Regions from separate parts of the Ovis aries genome. Here region 1 is linked to region 2. Evidence: chromatin contacts called from public Hi-C data. All regions are on one chromosome and are shown on one strand. The core of a region is the stretch at or near the end of the contact, and the rest is flanking DNA. Distances in the headings are between cores, read along the strand shown.

Region 1 (6,712 bases), core at 1,142-3,641, 230 kb before region 2:
GAACTGTCAAAATAAATGTTATGATTTTCTTTTTCCCCTCCTTTTTTTTGTTATTTTGATAATACAAACACTTATGTCGAGGGCTGACTTTCAATAGCTCGCAGCAAGAGAGCTGCTTTGCTCCATACAAAACCCCAGCCCAAAAGGCTGTCTACAAATGGCTGAGCACCAGGTTCCCCACGAACTAATTAGGATTTTAAAATTAACAATATTAAATCCACTTTTGCAAACCACCACTTCTGTCATCCCCACTAACAACAACAAAACCCACTGTTTTAACCTGCAGCCTGCTGTGGCCACTAGTGCTTCCTAGAGGCCCAGAGCCTGGGGGCCGCTGACTTGATAGGAGCACGGAGGGGCTGTGCGCGACCCCTGAGGGCAGCATCATCGCCGGGGCTTATGAGAGGCCCAAACTGGGAGCCTGCCCCAGCCCACCATGGGGGCTGGCTTTCTTAGTAGGGGGGGGCGGGGTCAAAAAAAGATGCAAAAGACTTTAACTCAGTTTAGCCCCCCAAACAGAAGGAAAACCCTCCAGAAGGAAAATCCTACTCAGTATCCAAGGGAATAAATGCTGCAAAAGGTGTTTTAAAAGAAGGTCAGGATTGATAGCTTAGTTCCAATTTCTGAAGGGAGGAAATCACTGGGGAAGCTAAGACTGACCATATGATCAAAGAGGCAGCCAGGAGGGGCAGCAAGCGGCCAGCACACCAGGGCAGACGTGGAAACAGCTCCCAGCTCCGCACCACCCGATGCTCACAAACACTCGTTTGTCCACACACAGAGGCAGGGCACACGGGGGAATCCTGAAATTTATTACTTTAAAACACCTCAAGGCTGGATGGTTTGCACCTTGTGTACATTTTCAAGAGCTTGTTCCAATTTCCTTTTGGACCAGTAAGTGACAAGTAGAAAGCCAGGGTGTTCCTTTCTCAGGAGTGTAGCGGGCTTCACGAGTAAGTGACATGTCTCAACAGTCAGTTTACAGGGCACAGCTCAGTCCTGGTGTCTGCCATCAGGGGAGGGTAGTTCCTAGTGGGGCCCTGGGCTCCCCGGGAGCGTGTCTCACTCTACGTCCTCACCAGGCTGAAGAGGCTGGCGTCTGCTGTTCGATGAGCCGCTGGCCTGCTATGCCTGTGTCACTAGTTAACAGCTCTCAAGTGAAAGGCTCAGTCCCGGGTCTCCCCAACCACACCGTCCTGTGTGACTGCTGGTGACTACGGGCTGCTGAAGGGTCCAGCAGTGCCCATGCTAACACTAAAAACCATAAAAACGAGGCGTTCACAGTAACGCTAATGACTCAGAATGATAACTTTCCCTCACAGAGCTACCCAGTTTGAAGAAAAAAGAAGCTATGATGTGTGACGAGTGTCTTCAAGCAGGCTAGCAGAAGCTATTTCCTCATTCAGACATCCTGAGCCGCCAAACCCAAAGTTAAAGTCCTGTAAATGGAAACACGCGCACACTTTCAGTTTCTTTCGGGGGCAGTGGAAGAAGAAAGAAGTTGCCCCTGGCAAAACTACTGAGTGGGCTGACAGTCTCTCCAGAGCAGGAGAGAGGCTGGCTACAAATGCCGGTGAGACAACTTCTGAAACACAGAATATTCTCATCTCTCCCCTCTGACGCCTGCCTCAGGGTATGCTTTGGGTCCTGCTCTTGAGGTGGTCCAAGTGGAGAGCCCCTGCTCCTGACCAGGACGCCTGCCACCAGCCTCCGGCGAACTCTGGGAAGAGCTCTTTTGTCAGCTGGTCACACAGCACCTCCCGGGCAGGAAGGAGAGGCCCCCTCCTTGTTCCACAGGGGAAGCCAGGTTCCCTTAGACAACTTTCTATACTGCTAAAATATTACACCTTAATAAACATCCAACATTCAGGAATCTGATAATGGCTATGCTTTTGACATCCTTCCTCCCCCAGGTAACAGCAGAAGCCACGGGGTGGGGGTTGGGGGACACGACTTAGGACACCCTGAAGGGACATGGGCGGGGGGATGCTGGCAGATCTGGGAGAGAGCTGACAGAAAGTGGGGTACTCCCAAAGCCAGTGCTCTGGGACAACCTAGAGGGATAGTGGGTAGGGAAGTGGGAGAGGGGGTTCAGGATGGGGGGAACACATATGTATACCCATGGTTGATTCATGTTGATGTATGGCAAAAAGCATCACAATATTGTAATTATCCTCCAATTAAAATAAATTAATTTTAAAAAGAAAGTGGGGTGCCTGCAAGGATCTGCCAGCGGGGGTGTTCCATGCACTGTGACCCGTGCAGTTCCCCAGTTCCTGGGGGTGAGCCTCCGGGAGGCCATGCGGGGGTCAGCACTCCCCGAGGCTGCCTGCAGACCCCAAAGCGACTGCTTCCGGCCTCCGGGAATGGCAGAAACACGGGCAAAATTCCAACAGGGAGAAAGCCTCTGCGTGTTTACTCCCAGAAGACAAGGGAGGGTGAGTAACTGAACCCCTAAAGCTGCCCCTATCGGGGAAGTTTTCTTTTTTCTTTTTCTTTTTTTAAGCCCAAGCTCATCCAGGATGAGGTCCCTGCAGTAACATCCATGCTAATTGCTAAGTAAGACAAAGCCTTCCCTAACAAATCAGCAATGTAATTATGAAGCCAGTCACTAGATCTAGCCAGTTAGGCGCGCTCGGCGCGGCTCCGAGGCTGTAACCCGACACCACTGTTTGCGGAGGCGCCTCCCCGGGCTCTCCTGGCGGCGCTCTCTGCCGCGGGTAGCGCGCGGCCGCGCATCCGCGATCAGACTCCAGTCGGACGGGTCCCGCAGCGAACAATCCCCGGGCTTTCTCGACAGCGTCTTAAAGCCTGGAGACAAACCGAAATTCGGCCAGGAAGTCAACCTCGAAGTCAACAGCTTTTACTGTTTGGGGATGTAAGAAACTCTTGCCTTCCCTCCTAGGACTTTTATCTACTTCTATGAAATTGCAGACGGTTTCTGACTGGTTTGTCAAACATAACCTTTCCTCTTGGAAAAAGAAAAGGACATTCTCAAATGTTGATAACTGCATTTAGCAAACAAATCCTGCGAGATAATATTTCAAGTGAATATTTCTTAGGAATAAATTATGGCCTTGTTAATAAACATTGTAAAGAAACAGGTTTTTTAGACTGTAACTGTTAAGTAATAGAAAATATTTCTAATATCCTGTCTTACTGGTTCCTCAGCCAGCTGGGAACTTTAGGTTTCAGACCTAACTCTTAGGAAGCTAGGGACATCAGTCACCTTCCAAAGATACTGAGGATGTTTACAATCCTTAGTTTACGTAACAATTTTGACTAAAAGCACTGCACACCTAAAGCAAAAGACTGAGCCGAATTATACAGTTTCTAAATTTAAGATAAGCAAAAAAAAAAAAAAAAAAAGATTCTAAGCCTGGAATAGGCTTTAAAATACTCTAGAAAAAAAAAGACCATGAAGATGAAACAAGACTGACAAAATATTGATGACTGTTAAAGCCCAATGATGAGCACAAGGGGATGCACTGTACTCTCTCTATTTTTGAGTGTGTTTGGAATTTTCCATAAGAAAAAGGTAAAACATGTACACACACATCAATACATATTTTTTAAATTCTACAAATTTAGAAAAAGTCAAACAAACACAATGAACTATTTACACCCTCAGTGAGAACTATGATATTAACTTGATAGGCTATTTTACTCAGAAAACGCTATAAATGCTCTTTGTAAACAAGCATGCCCACTGCAAGTTGGAGCTCCTCTTGAGCTTTGAGAGTATCACATCTAACCACAAGGGGGCGCAGGAGAGCAACAGGCACTCCTGAATTCTGATTATTCACCACAATTTCTATCTACAGATCTCAAAGTATACACATTTCCAAGACTGTTCCCTAATTCAGGTCTCCATAGGACACTGCTTGGCAAGCCAAGAGCCCTGCCAAGACCACACTATATTATGCTATGGTTCAAAATCTGGAAATATTGTATAAAGAAAAGGTTGTTGTCTGTATATAAGTAACACTGATGTTTCAAAATCCATGACTAAAATCCCTGGAGGATTCCTGAAGCAAGAACACACACAACAAACATACAACCTGAGTCATAAGATGTGGACTGGGAGAATCCAGTAGTTCAGAATTTCCAGTGGGGGTCCTAAAGTGATCTCCAACCACACAATGAGTATCAAGGTTAGCAGTAGGAATTTTACTAGGATAGAAAAGCCTTCAACAATCCAATTGCTTTGTAATAACAGGAAATTGCCTCCACACTGAACAGAAATGGCTTCTGGCAGTTTTTTGGGAAAACTTCATAAAGAATATTGGGGAGGAGCCGTTAAATTGTAAAACACTGGTAACCTTAGAGAGATCATGAAGCAAGTTGATTATATAACTTGCTGGAATTCTCCCTATGGAAATTACAAATTACACCACTGTTTGAGGTATTGAAGTTCTATGGTATTGTATGTTCATAAGAGACGAACTATTATCACCAATCTTTCCACAGGAAACTTGGTAAATATGAACCATTATAATATTATTTTTATAAATATTATTATAGACATTAAAAATTATGATGCTATTCCACACTAATTTATTGTTAGGAACTCAGCTTTAGCATGCTGAATCTAAAGCCTCATTACCATTAAGGGAAGGACTTCTTAGATTTGAATTTCTTTCCCTTAAGATTATATGCCAGTAAAGGCCAACCAGCCTTGTCCCACCCCCATTCCCCTGCATAATGAAAACATTTTTTTCTCCAGTACTTATAATTGCTTGGATGGGATTCTGGTTTCAACTCTCCTGTACTATCTTTTCCCCAAAGATACCTTGTTTTTCTGCTCACACTAGAGACCCTTAATAAACAATGTCAGAGGGGAAAAGGCTTAGGGTTGAAACCAAATACTTTGCCAAAAGTATGTGATGGTGTTTTTTTTTTTTTTTAAAAGAAGGCCTTCAGATACATAAAACAGTCGCACCAACACAGGTAAACATAATTTGCTAAAACAAATCTGTGAAAATAAAATTTCATCTTAATTAAAACAAAACATTACTACCTTCTAGGTTTTGTTAGCCAACTAACTTGTCACTGAATAAAACTAACAAAAACTAAGTATGCTACATTAGGGAGTGTTTTTATAAAAGTGTTTTTAAGGGGTATTATTAATTTTTAATCTCCTCTATTTTAAAATTGGTAATGCTTCAATACTGTGAAAAATCACTTAAAAGAAGACATACTTTATATTCCTCAAAAATACAGAACTTACTTTATCTTCTAACTTCTACATGCAATCTAAAGAGAAAAACCAGAGAAATATTCTTTATTTACTTACTCATTGAGTAAGTCTAAGCATTGTATATAGTCTAAATCTGAATTCCTCAAAAGAAAACTATCCCTAAAAAGAAAACTACCACATTTCTATAATATGACATATGAGTATTAAAATTTAAGTAAGTAAAGTCACTCAGTCATGTCTGACTCTTTGCGACCCCATGGACTGTAGCCTACCAGGCTCCTCCCATGGGATTTTCCAGGCAAGAGTACTGGTTGCCATTTCCTTCTCCAGAGGATCTTCCCAAACCAGAGATCGAACCCGGGTCTCACGCATTGTGGGCAGACACTTAACCGTCTGAGCCCCCAGGGAAGCATATTAAAATTTAAGGTACAAGGTAAAAGAAATATACTTCAGAGACGCGTGGAGAGGGAGGAAGGGCTTCCTTTGTGGTTCAAAGGGTAAAGACTCTGCCTGCAATGCAGGAGACTTGAGTTCAATCCCTGGACTGGGAAGATCCCCTGGAGAAGAGAATGGCTACACACTCCAGTATTCTTGCCTGGGAAACCCCATGGACCGAGGAGCCTGGTGGGCTACAGCCCACGGGGTTGCAAAGAGTCGGACACGACTGAAGTGACTAACACACACTAAAGGGAAGAAACAACTATTCTACTATGTAAATATCTATTTCATTCATATTCAGAATGTTTAGTTAATTCTAAAAATTAGGCAGACTCCTAATAAGGTTTTACAAAGACAACTTAAACTTTACTTCATACACTTGAATAATTCACAGAGTAGAAAAAGGAAAGGAGGATACAAACTAAGCTTGAAGGCAGTGAATGATACTTTGTAAATATGACAGCCCTTCTTTAAAAAAAAATAATTACTTTGGGGCTATTCTGAGATAAAAAGTATTTCTTCCGAAGGATTTCTGAGCATTGATAACTAATGACCCACAGAACTTTACACAAAGTCACTCAGTCAAACATAATAAAAGTAATCAGAGTACCACACTGAAAGCAATACATGTTTATTTTCTAAGGAAACTACCTCTCAGAACTTCAACCTGTAGGAGCTTCAAGGACCTTTAAGGAGATCTTGCCTCCACCCCACCCCACTGCCACCCCTGAACATTCTGTTCACCCTGCCTATCTTTAGAGGCTTCCGAAGCAAGAATGCAGGTGCCACTTGAGGAATCCACGTTTTGAATTTGCTAACCAACTACTGCTAGACAGCTAACAACCGTCATCAGGTAAAATCTATTTTATTTTCTATTTCTGGCCATAATAAAAATATTTTTTAAAGTAGTCTGTTAAAAAAAAAAAAAAACTATTCAGAAAAGACCATCACCAGGTTCGTGACAAGCACAGAGGCAGTGCAAAAATTTCTTCATCAGCTACAGACCACGGTGCTCAAATTCCTCTGCCAGACCTGTTTTCTGTGACAGCAAGTAAGACACAGAAGTACACACAT
Region 2 (7,224 bases), core at 376-2,875:
GTCTGGATCAGAGCTACTTTCACGGGAACAGCCGGAGCTTGGCGTCGGTGGTGCCCAGAATACCAGGTTCACAGACTGCCTTGGGTTCTCTCTGCCCTACAGCAACACCAGCATGTCTGCCAAGAGGTGGCCGCCTCACGCTGACTGCAGACATGCCCACCCCCTTCACCCCCGCACACATACACACACAGGAGCAGACCACTGCTTCAGCTTCCTGTCTCTCTGGAGTTTCTCTCCGGAGAGTTTGGCCCCTCCCCTGCCTGGGGGAAGCCAGAAGAGGTGAGGGTGCTGGGTTTCTGAGGAGCCAGGCAGGTGCTCCCCTGCCCCGCTCCCTTTCCTCCGAATCTCTTTTCCCTGCCTGAGGGGTTTCCACTTACCTATACTATCTGGTGGGAATTCCTCCAACTTCATACCTTCCTTCTCTTTGGGGTATTTTCTGCTGTATCTATTGCTACACACAAGCCACCCAGTGGCTGAAAACAAGAAACGTGTACTTATTAGCTCCTGCCTCTGTGGGTCAGTGGGGGCAGTGTCCAGCCTGGCTCTGCTGGGCCTGGGCCTGTGTCTGTGGTGAGCCGGCAGGTCGCTGGATGGCGTAGGACAGCCTCATCCGCTCATCAGGTGGTTAGCAGGCTGTCAGCTGTGGTGAAAGGGTGACAGGGTGACGGGCCAAGTACCTCTCACCCAGCAGGGGAGCCTGCCCCAGACTTCTTGCTGTAGTGGCGAGGTTCCACGGACAGGGAGAGCAGAAGCCACAAGGCTTCTGGAGGCCTGGGCTGGGAACCAGCCCGTCTCCTGTGGCCACATTCTCTTGGTCAAAGTGAGTCAGGAGGCCAGCCCTAACTTGAGAAGTGGGGAACGGACTTCAGCTCCTGGTGGAGGGAGTGCAAAGTATTGTCGTCATTTTTGCACACACTGGCCCTCTTCTTCCCTGGGCACACTACCCGTAAGTAAACACGTCAAGATACTAAATCCCTTCTCCGCCCCCAGGACATTCAACAGAGCACAGCTGAAGCACACAAGCCAGCCGTCAACGTGCCTGGGTTCAGATCTTGGCTCCACATTTATCAGAGGCTGACCCGAGAAAGTTGCCTTACCTCGGTTTCCTAATCCGTAAAAGTGGGAGTTGTTGTAAATATTAAATAAGTTAATCCACGTTAAGTACTTACACGGTGTCTGGCACACGGTAAGTGTCCAATAAATATCAGTTATCGTGCCATGAGGGGACGGCTGGCTGCCCACCAGGACTGCTGAGGCCACCAGCGCCGTCTTCCACAGCTGCCCCAAAGCCCCTCCCAACACGACTGACCCCAGGGGGGGCCCCAGCTGCCAGCTCTGCTGACGACACCTGGTGTTTTCAGGGCTCCACTGAGGTGCCAGGGAAACGGCCCTGTCCGTTTTTACCAGCCCCTTCAGTGAAGCCTGTCTCTGTAGAGCTGTTACAAAAAGGGCTCTGAAGTCAGACAGAGCTGCGGTTTGCTTCCAGCGTCTCTTCCTGAGGCATTTAGCAAGCTGATTCATCTCTCTGAGTTTCAGTTTCTTCGTCTGTAAAATGGAGACAACAGCACTGCCTCCTACAGAGCACGCGGAGCATAATATGAAGAACGGAAGAGCCTACGCTCACAAAGATGCTGGCACTCCAGGACACAGAAGCGTGCTGTCCTTGAAACTGCCCCTCCTGTAGGTGCTGAGAAGTTGCCACGGGTGAATCCTTTTTCCCAGAAATATCCTTAGTCACTCCTTGCACCCTCCCCCACTCAGTGCATGGAGATGGGCCAGGATCCTGGGGAGCAGGCCGAGCTCTCCCCAAAGCTGTTGGTTTAGCATTGTCTCTCCTCTCCACTCCCTGAGGCCTGACCCATGTTCCACTTTCAGCTTAGTATCTCTAACACCTAGCAGACAACTCGGAGTGGTCTGATGAAAGAAAGGGGCTTCCCTGACAGCTCAGATGGTAAAGAATCTGCCTGCAAAGCACAAGACCTGGGTTCGATCCCTGGGTCAGAAAGATCCCCTGGAGCAGGGAATGACTACCCACCCCAGTATTCTTGCCTAGAGAATTCCATGGACAGAGGAGCCTGGCGGGCTATAGTCCATGCAGTCTCAAAGAAAAGAAAGACGACATGGAGGAGGGTGTAGGAAAGGAAAGACTTTTTCCTCTGTTCTCCTAGGTTCCACAGCTGGGTCTATGAGATCAATTTACAACAAGCAGATTAACAAGAGGAAGTGAAAGTTGCTCAGTCCTGTCTGACTTTTTGTGACCCCAAGGACTATAGCCTGCCAGGCTCCTCTGTCCATGGAATTCTCCAGGCCAGAAGACTGGAGTGGGTAGGCATTCCCTTCTCCAGGGGGATCATCCCAAGCTGGGGATCGAACCCAGGTCTCCCGCATTGCAGATGAATTCTTGCAATCAGTTGCAGGGAAGCCCAACAAGAGGAACGGTATACACATTTCTTGACTTTTAACATGACATCAACAGGGATATCACAGGAAAAAAGAAAACCTAGAAAAGAGATAGATTTGAGAGTTTATCTACCTTCTTAATAGGGAAGGGGCAATTGAGGAGAAAGGTGGATGGGCCTTTGAAGAACAGATGGGAGATGTGATAGTTTCTGACGTTTGTCTCAGTGTGGGGTGGACTTCCAGTGTCCTCTGCTGTGACCATCTTCCCTGTTGGTGAAACTCCCCGGGAAGGGATTTATGACAGTTAAGTTCCTTCTGGAGGGTCTGTCTTAGGCAGATAAAGAGGAGTTTGGAGAAAGCTTCTCCCTGCCTTTGCTGTTTTTTAAGTGCCTTCAGCTCAAGATAATCAAAATAACAAAGTGGCATCTTTGAATTTCACTTTGAGGGCTTTTGACAGTTTTTCTTTTCCTTGGATGAAACCAAGGTGTTCAACATGCTGATTTGATACTTACATATTACAAAACCATTGCCATCACAGCATTAGTTAATATTTCCATCATATCTCATAATTAACATTTCTTTTTTTGTGTGGTGATGGGACTAAAATATCCTCTACAGAGCTGGAGAAGGTGGGAGTGGGGCCCCTGGTATGAAGAAAGCTGAGTTCATAAATCTGTCCCCCTATTTTTCCTGCCTGTTGCACCTTTAGCCTGGTTCTTTGGAAAGATGGATGTGTATACATATAGACATAGGTGCAGAGTAGACGGATGGTTGTCCAGTGTGGTGAAGGGAGCCAGTGGCACTTGAGAAGGGAGCGGTTGGAGTTTGAGAAGACTAGGATCTTCTTGGAATTCACCTTTCTGGGATTGGGGGGCGGGGAGACTGTCACCTTCAAATCAAATGATTTATAAACTCTGGATTATAAATTTCCATTCCCAAGAAGGGATCTGATTGTTCAAAGGATAAGGGAAGTAAGGCAAAGGTTGTGCTGATTCTGAGTTGGGCCCTAAAATCTCTTTCTGACACTCAGACTAAGCCCTCGAGACAAAGGCTGGTCCGGGGCCACTTACAGCAGTGTGAACTGAGTTGCTTGTTCAGAACTTGTTCCGGGCCCATCCCAGGTCTACCCCATCTCCAGTTACTGGACTCTCTAGGGATCGAGCTGGGGAGCTCCCTTGTGGTCCAGTGACTAAGACTCTGCCCCACTGCCAATGCAGGGCGCCCAGGTTCAATCCCTGGTCAGGGAACTGGATCCCACATGCTGCAACTAAGACCCAGCAGAGCTAAAAGTGAAGTTGCTCAGTTGTGTTCGATTCTTTGCGACCCCATGGACTGTAGGATATGAGGTTCCTAAATAAATGAATAAATGCCCCAAGTGATCCCAAGCTGCCTAAGGACGGAGGGCCTCTGTAGGATAGGTAGATGGCGATAGAGGAGGCAGCGGCTCCTAAACCTGGCAGCTCAAGAGTGCACCTGGAGCTTTAAGAGCTAGCCTCCACCCCAATGATGTGAGGTGGGCCCAGGAATCAGTATTCCTTTGCCATTTCTCCAGTGATTATGGTTGTCACCCTGGTTAGACGTCCCTGGAGGGAACTAACTGAAAGGAGCTTTCCTCATCTGTTACTTGATTCTGAAAGTCTCCCCACATAGCTTCTTCACTGAGACTGGGGCATTCCACACCGACCCCAGGGCAGGCCTAGGGCACGGAGATGTTGGGGCTGCTGTGGTGGTGTTCCCCCCTCCCCCAGCTTTATCGAGATAGAATGACATATAACATTGTGGAAGTTAAAGGTATTCAACATGCTGATTTGATATTTACATATTACAAAACCATTACCATCAGAGCATTAGTTAATATTTCCATCATATCTCATAATTAGCATTTCTTTTTTTGTGGTGAGAACGTTTAGGATCTACTCTCTTAGCAACTTTCAAGTATACAATATGGTATTATTAACTGTAGTCTATACATAAGATTATTGCTATACATTAGATTCCCCAGAACTTATTCATCTTATAACTGGAAGTTTGTCCCCTTGGATCAACATCACCCCATCTCCCCCCACCTTCCAACCGCAGCCCCTGGAAATACCATTTTACCCTCTGTTTCTAGACATTTGGCTTTTTTAGATTCCACATATTTAAGTGATAACATCTGGTATCTGTCTCTCTGTCTGATGCCCTCAAGGCCCATCCCTGTTGTTGCAAATGGCTGCATAGTAGTCCATTGTCTATATGCGCCACATTATTCGCTCGTCTGTTGACAAACACATGGGCTGTTTCCGTATCATGGCTGTTGTGACCAAGGCTAATGAACACGGGAATGCAGGCATTTCTTCAAGATCCTCTTTTCATATTCTCTGGATATATACTCAGAAGTAGGATTGTTGGATCATACGGTAGTTTTATTTTTAATTTTTTGAGGAGCATCCATACTGTCTTCCATAGTGGCTACACCAATCTGCATTCCCACTCACAATGCACAAGGGTTTCCTTTTTTATTTAAATACTTACACAAAATATTCTAGATACTGAGTTTTCATTCTCATCTTCCTCCTCATCTTCATCTAGAGTAATCTGGAAGTAACACAAATCGTAACTTTCTTTGCTGTTAGCAACTCTGTGTAACCAATCACTTAGATTATTCTTCAAATATTTTTTGCTAAAGAATTCCATGGACAGAAGAGCCTGGCGGATGCAAAGAATCAGACAGGACTGACAGACCAACACTTTCACTTTTAAGATATTTCAAATACCTTTTGGAAAAAGGCACAGCATAAGTCACAGTGATCTTGCTTTTGCTTCTTTCGACTGATATGATTGCTGCCCAGACTGCCAGCTTTTCCATTCACTTTGATTCTCTCCTGAAGAAACTGCTCAAAATTGGTGGCATCTATGATTCCATCTTCTGCAGGAAGGGTACAGTTCAGACTAAACTGCAGGACCTGCTGTTTTTTTTTGCACCCCCCCCCCCACCCCCAACAAACTTTTTTACAGGCACCATGATGGCAGCGGAGGCAGAAGGGGAGGTGGGTGAACTAGGCAGGCGCAGAAAGCCGCAGCCATCTCTTATCTTTTTGACTATAGAGGTTCTAACAAGTGTGAGGTGAGTGGGACCAAAAATATTTGAAATATTTTTGGATTGATAAGAACCCCCAAATGGGTTCAGAGTTAGCAGAGTATCTGAATCAGGAAAACGATCAATTTTCTCATATGCTTTTGACCTCACAGAGGGGGTCTGGCCACCCCCTGCAGTTGAGAACAGCAGACAGTGAATAGCCAGCTGCAACAGAGTTCTGACTCTCGCATGACACACTAGCGTCTACACCGACTAAGACTCTGCTTTCTGGTACCACAGGCCGCATCTTTCCAGTGGGTGAACTTTAAGGCAAGCTGGCCGTTAGCCGTCAGCCTGCACCTAAGACAACCTTTCTTTTACAAAAAGCCTCCCAATTCTTATTCAAAAATTACACTGTAGTTAATTTATACTTAATATCAAAACGGGAGGTCTGCAAAATGAAAACTTTTCACAGCAAGATGTTATTTGCCCTTTTCACTCTCATTTTCTCATGAATGTATAAAGCTATGTGCTTTGGGAAAACTCAGTCTGCTAGTGAGTCCAGAAGCAGATAAGAGACACCATCTGTCTTTTATTAAGCTAAACATTTTAAAAAATTGCAGGAATGTAAAATGGTGCCATACTTCTCACTTTTTTGTGTGTGAAAATACAGGTGTTTCTTAAAAATATATGGTAAGGTAGTGGATTTATTATTGCAATTTAAAGTAAATACTTTAAAATTTTCAGTTTAATTTCTAATATGGTATACAGAACACTCTTTGAGGCTCTCAGTAATGTTAAGAGCATAAAGGGGTCCTGAGATTGAGAAGTTTGAGACCCAGTCTTCTTTCTTGCCCAAATCGTAGATTGTCTACCCCAAAGTTTTCAAGTGTACAAGCTCCGCCTGCGGTTAGGTTCCACCGCGGTGAAGATCTGACATCTCATCCAGGGGGCTCAAATCTCCCCACAGCCTGAGCACCCCCACGCCTCATGCCCCCTTCCAGGGTGGGACGAGGGAACTCACGTGCAGTTGGGGGAGTAAGGGCGAAAACACAGTCACCGCCTTCACGGGACTTCTGATTTTGTGGAAGATACAGACGGATAAGCAGCTGCCCGGGAGATACCTGCCACTGCTGTTCACCAGTAACTTCCTGGGGGGAAAGCAGGTAGGTACTGCGCCAACCCTCCCTCCGGCCGCTTTGCGTCTCCCAGCCCCAGATTCGATTCCAAGATCCCAGGACCGGCGCGCCCCCTGGTGGCCGTGCCTCGTCTGCTCAGCCTTTTCCCTCTGGAGTTGCAGGAGCCCACTTCGGGTAAGACCTGAAGTTTGGGGATAGCCCCGCGGGGGCCCCATCATCGAGGTTCTGCCTGGGTCCTCCGCAGCCTCTTGTCTGTCTCTCTGCGCACTTTCACCTCCTCGGTGACTAATTCCAGGCCGCTTCTGCCTCTGTGCTAGCCATTTATGGGTGCTAGGCATCTTATGGATCCCCCCACTACAGTGCCATTGGTGGACAACAGAATATCTCATGGCAGAAATAATGTGTGGTGCAGATTGGATCCAAGTCCAAAGATTCCGATGCCAAAGTTCCACTTATTGATATGCCTAAGGGCAAATTACCTGATGTCTAAAGCAGCTCTGGATATTGACAGTTGAAGAATATTCTACACTGGGGTCAAGTTCTTTCAGGAGGGGGAAAATGAGTCTGGATCCTCTGAATCTCATTGGCTTAGGCTGGATTCCTTGCTCCTCCGGAGCTCATGGTTGT

What was found. A called contact is a pair of places that touch in the nucleus more often than the background predicts.
Region 1: a Hi-C map of liver shows a contact between it and region 2, with 7 times the contacts expected there. The contact joins two enhancer-like sites. A contact is called at or near these places in 14 of 16 Hi-C or Micro-C datasets (blood, hypothalamus, liver and 7 more).

The regions. Positions count from the first base shown.
Region 1 is chr3:43,663,665-43,670,376 of ARS-UI_Ramb_v3.0, reverse strand. The region is part of intron 1 of SERTAD2 (SERTA domain containing 2); the gene reads right to left. Among named protein-coding and RNA genes, the nearest start is that of SERTAD2, 98 kb to the right of the region's middle. Within about 2 kb of position 2,391, at least 45 of the 54 cell types and tissues checked have an H3K27ac peak or open chromatin away from gene starts, as enhancers often do. A contact at or near this core is called in hypothalamus and liver, where this site is marked.
Region 2 is chr3:43,431,387-43,438,610 of ARS-UI_Ramb_v3.0, reverse strand. It overlaps the pseudogene LOC101118177. Among named protein-coding and RNA genes, the nearest start is that of SLC1A4, 100 kb to the right of the region's middle. Within about 2 kb of position 1,625, at least 15 of the 54 cell types and tissues checked have an H3K27ac peak or open chromatin away from gene starts, as enhancers often do. A contact at or near this core is called in hypothalamus and liver, where this site is marked.